Regions from separate parts of the Drosophila melanogaster genome. Here region 1 is linked to region 2. The links are chromatin contacts, called in public HiChIP or PLAC-seq maps. All regions are on one chromosome and are shown on one strand. The core of a region is the stretch at or near the end of the contact, and the rest is flanking DNA. Distances in the headings are between cores, read along the strand shown.

Evidence for each region. HiChIP or PLAC-seq counts read pairs in DNA pulled down with a chosen protein or histone mark.
Region 1: an H3K27ac HiChIP or PLAC-seq map of the Kc167 cell line shows a contact between it and region 2, with 7 times the contacts expected there. The contact joins the promoter of zfh1 here to the promoter of PH4alphaEFB in region 2. A contact is called at or near these places in 5 of 107 Hi-C or Micro-C datasets (the Kc167 cell line, the ML-DmBG3-c2 cell line, the S2 cell line and 1 more) and 2 of 6 datasets of contacts at active chromatin or transcription factors (both in the Kc167 cell line).

The regions. Positions count from the first base shown.
Region 1 is chr3R:30,764,514-30,767,213 of dm6, forward strand. It overlaps zfh1 (Zn finger homeodomain 1), which reads left to right and starts at 1,413. Exons shown (of 5, transcript NM_170522.4): 1 at 1,413-1,867. The coding sequence starts at 1,771.
Region 2 is chr3R:30,464,736-30,467,435 of dm6, forward strand. PH4alphaEFB (prolyl-4-hydroxylase-alpha EFB) reads left to right here and starts at 1,315. Exons shown (of 9, transcript NM_170492.2): 1 at 1,315-1,639. It overlaps CDase (Ceramidase), which reads left to right. Exons shown (of 6, transcript NM_001276180.1): 5 at 1-582; 6 at 643-1,001. The coding sequence ends at 826.

The DNA.
Region 1 (2,700 bases), core at 163-2,662, 300 kb after region 2:
GCCTTTTGTTTTTGCTTTTTATCAAAGAGAGCATGTTTCGCTTTTTTTTTCGATAACACAATTTCTGTTACCATAAATATCTTTTTATCCATTTATACTTTTAGTTTTCAAATCTATATGTTTCTTTGAGCAGCAAAATATAAAGTACAAAAAAAGCAACATCCCAAGGGGCCGCCAAAACTTGTTGATGGAGCCAAAGAATCAAGCCACTCGCATTCTGCTCTCTTCGTTAGAATTCTTCGGTTGTCCGGGATCTCTTGGATCTCTGTTCTTCTGTCATTTTGTAGACGTGTCCATTGATGGACATTCTCAAGAACTCGCCCATCAGCAAACGATGTCATTAATGTGTGGCAATCGCGGAACGATTTCGGTATTTCTTACTCGGAAATCGCAGCAGAGGAAATTTTGCAATCGCAAGTGCAAATGATTTTGTCCGTTAACGCAGCGATGTGGCCAGGAAAGGGTTAAGGGATTCCCTGGAAAAAAGAAATCCCCTTTATCTCGCACCGCCAAATTTACCCGAAAGAAAAACGATCGAAAGCTTTCTTGAGTGGGGAATTAATCATAGCGATATGCATACATATGTGTGTAATTCCCACACGGGGAATATTTTGTCATAAACTTGATTTACCGGAAAGACTTAAAAAATTATAATACAAGTATATAATTAAACTATCTTATTGCTGTTCAATTCTGGGAATTTCAGATAATTCCTATTTATTGTTGAGTATTAAACTGTTTATTAAAAATATTTCCTAATTATAACAATTAAATATGTAAATCACTTAAGCTCTACACTTTAATATTGATACCCAGCAGCACAGAGTATTAATAAAATAACACCGAAATAAATTTGACGGTTGGCGGAAAAGTTAATGGAAAGACTCATAAGTCGCTTTATCAATAAAAACGAAATTTTGTGCAAATGTTAATATAGTCAAATCCCGCATAACGGCCATATGTTTACGAGCAGCACGATGAACAAAAGAGGCCACCCTTACGTAGTGCTTACGTCACGGGATAACCGAGAGGAGCGGCACTAACAGCGCTTAACATTTACGATATGCGATAACAGAGAGCTGTTATGTTAAGAATGAAGCGCTCTCGCTTCTCTGGCACCACCACCAACACACCACCCATCAGAGCATTAGAGCACCAACCACACTACCCCCGCCCGAATCACCTCGTACATCGGAACGGTGAACCGTTACACCGTTATATTATGCTGGTGGTGGCACGGAGCACACACACAAACAGCGCCGCCCTCTCTCACTCGCTCTCCGTGGAAACGTAGAACCCCGCCGTATCGCCCTCGCCCGAAACTCACAGTTCGCATCCGACGGATTCGGTAGAGGACGTCGGTCTCTGTTTCGTTCTCGGATTTGGCTTGATGCTTCGAAACTTAGAACTCTGAATTCAGTTGCATCGTAGACGTCGCGACGGCAGCACACGCGTCGCTCACCCACAGAGAAAACTCTGAGCAGCACACAGTAGAATCACGCAGATATAGAACGCAGATCAGTGAAATCGCCCACAAAATAAAAACAAACGCGACACTCGCAGCGGCGCATCGCGAAGAAAAATCCCAGTGTTTCCCATGTTCGAAAGATAAAAAACCCAAGGCCCTTGCCCAAATGGCCGCCACAACACGTGTGTGCTCTATAAGAAAGAAATAACGCCGAGCCCAGAAGAACCCACTAGCCAACTAGCCAACTAGCCAAACAAACTATCCGCATCAAAGTAGAGCAAGTGTTGCAACAAGCATTCCAAATGTTGTCCTGTCTGGCGCCGTCGTCTTCACGTTTCGGCCAAGAGGATACCATCATTCAGCAGAGCATGCCCTCCACCTCCCCCTTCGCCATGCAGTGTAAGTGATCAGAACGCGGATCTGGAGCACAGATCTCGGGTGATTCATCCGCAAACCGCCTCCATTATCACCAATCAGCCGTGCCATAGAACTTTGTGTTCAAGTGATTCGCGCGCCAAGACTCGGTAGCTTCGATTTGAAGATCCCCACATGCAAGCTTAGCAGTTTCCCAGAAACCATCCGCCATCTTGGGTATATGTGTGGTCTCCACCTTCAGGGGATCATAAGAATGAGTAGCTATAGAAAAACAAACTCATAAACGGCGAGTAAGGATCGAGGCAGGTCTCGAATTACCATTACCTACTCCTACGCAGAGAACGGGCTCCGGTTCTCAAAAAGGAGAGAGCGAGCCCGAAACCGAAAAAGTTTGCCCGATCAGCACACTGAGAGAAAACTGGGTCACTTTGTGCAACTTCTATACGCTTTGAGAACTTAAAGAACTTATTGTTGTTCAACTATAATCATTCGCTGGTTTTCAGCTACGAAAGTCCTTTTCCATGAGCTAAAACTACAATATAGTTAAAATTAGTACGGTTTAACATGGCAGATCATTCGATTTCTTATATCTATTGGTCATATCACGCTCTTCACACATGAAAGTCGGCCAGTCGATCTTGAATAATGGCATTATTCCCTGCATTGCATAGCATAGCCACCTCTCTGTTCCTCCCAGTGGCCGACCAATTGCAGCCACATCTCAATTTGATTTGTTGGCACCGCCGAAACAGCACCGCCGCCTTGCCAGTAATCTCCACCCACCGAGAACCAGGTAGAGCTACCCCTGACCAGGAAAACCGCATGCGCAGGCTGAAACAGCAGACGACAGGTAGCTA
Region 2 (2,700 bases), core at 65-2,564:
GATTGTCTCGGATCAGCTACTAAAGATCGGCGATGTGATCATAGCCGCCGTGCCCTGCGAGTTCACCACAATGGCAGGACGTCGTCTGCGAAACCAGATTCGAGCAGCTGCCTCCGCCGTCGGAGGCATCGACACCGAGGTAATCATCGCCGGACTGACCAACATATACACCAGCTACACGGTGACCCCGGAGGAGTACCAGGCGCAGCGTTACGAGGCCGCCTCCACGATCTTCGGTCCCCATACCCACTCCATTTACATGGACGTCTTCGAACGCCTGACCAAGGCCATGATGCGTAATGAGACCGTGGATGCGGGTCCAAGTCCGCCGTACATGAATGATGTGATGCTATCGCTGAACACCGGGGTTCTCTTCGACGGACATCCCATAAACACCGACTTTGGCTACGTGAAGTCGCAGCCCAACAAGGAGTACGGCATCAACGAGACGGTGAAGGTCACCTACATATCCGGAAATCCGCGTAACAACCTCTTCACCGAGAAAACCTACTTCACCATTGAGCGAAAGATCAACGAGGATCGCTGGAAGGTGGCCTATACGGATGCCAGCTGGGAGACCAAGTAGGAAGCGCCAGCTTGAGGTTATAAATGTTGGTACTTAATAAAATCGTTACTTTTCAGAATGGTCTGGCACCGAACCAATACGATCCTGGGCTTCAGCGAAATGGACATCTACTGGGACATCAGTCCGCAGACTCTTCCCGGGGAATATCGCATTCGCCATTCCGGGGAGTACAAGTACATCCTGGGCGGAAAGTATCCCTACGAGGGACTCACGCATTCCTTCACCGTTAAGGAGGACTAGGATTAGATATCCGTGTGGAGTGATTTTATAAATATTCCTGGCCAGACAGTTGTAGGGCCCATCAAAAACAAAATCAACACTGAATCCATGTATTTATTTACCATTTGTAAGTGACGAAGGAAAAGCTTTATTTTTGCAAACGCGAATAAAAAAGATGCCAAATTATGTTGAAACTAAGGAGAAGTGTTTTTAATTTTGATCGAAATGGCTGTTCTAGTAGTCTTTTGACATTGCTTCACCTTTTTACCAATTACAATTCAAATTGCCCGCCACCATATACGATCCGCAAACAGCTGTTCGAATGAAATCCACAATGCTGTACAAGTTTCTCTCTTTCAACTCTTTTTCTCTTTTGTGGTATTAAATTGAACTTCGAAATTCGAAATTGGTGCTCTTCTCTTAAATTCGAAACAGAAACCAGAAATTCTCTCTCTTTCTGGATCTGGAAGTCGGTATTTATCTATATTCGAGGCGGCAGCAAAACAAAATCAGTTCCAGTCGGTATTTCTCGGCGCGCGCACGCGAATTAAACAGAAACACAAATTATATTTTTGTAGTCAAAACTGTGAAAAAGGGAATTTACTCCTCGGGGGACCAGAGAAAACAATCCTTAAATTCGAGTCTAAACGAAAATATCTAAAACAAACGTGATTTGTGTGCTTCCAGTTAGAGTGCATAAAATGTATCTATAAGATACGAAGTGCGGGTGGGCAATGCAATCGAGGTGTTCTCGTTGAATTGTAAACAAAGAAGGCGGCCAGTTTCATTGACATCCATTGAGATCCAGCAACAAGTTCGCATAAGAAACACAGGGTAAATTAAAGAAATTCCACAGATACATTTTCTAGAACTTCTGACGTGTTCCTCCTGCCGGCATCCGTCGTGCACTGATAACAATAATCGAGTCTTTTTACTTGAATGACGGGAATGTGGGCCATCTAAATTGAATATTCGATTTTGATTAGAGAGAAATGCTCTGCTGCGCTGTGACAAAAAAACTAAACTGATTTGAGTGTTCACATACTATTCTATATGCACTTGTTGTCACCACATGGCGATTCAATTGACCGCTTTTTGCCCCCACATATTCCCCATTTCCTACTGCTGATGCTCCTCCCTCCTCCTCCATCTCCGCTGGCGATAAGCCTCTAAATATCTGGACTCGAAAAAGTCTGTGCGGCATAGGCGTCAATGTGTATATGTACTTTTTACGTCCGTCTGGGTGTGTTTATATAATGATGATCAGGGGGCGAAAAGAAGGAAGTGCCGCAGTCACGTAGTCAATTGTAGGCATTTGTTTTGGTCTCGTTTCCCGTGCACTTCATCTTCCAATGCAAAGGGTATAAACACTGCGTTGCCAACTGTGCGAAAAAGGATGGCCTAGTTCAGCAAGGAATCAATAGATTTGAAACAAATTGTTTTCTTCCTTTAACTATACATTTCAGTAGCAAATTACATGAATAAGTAATATTAGGTAGTCAATCAGTGACTTAAAAATAACCAGTTTATTAAACTGTTTTCAAACCTGTTTGTAAAGAGGATACAATTACTTTAAAGGGTAATAAAGTTACTCTTTATATAACAGAATCCTTTTTTAAATGTATAACATATATAACATAATGTACCTGGTAAATGTCTATGATTAAAACCCAGTTGAAGTGACTCCTATTTAGCACGGACACAAACCTCATTTAGCCGCTCTTATTAGCGGGATATTTCTTGTCTAATTGGAAATACTTAACCAATTAGACTCTGGTTTGGATGATTAATGGCTAGGCGTGTATTTTTGAAAATACAATCGGATTCAATAGCTTCAATTAACTTACGAGCAAGGTGTGTTAATTTATGAAATTTATAATTTAGCCGCAATCTGG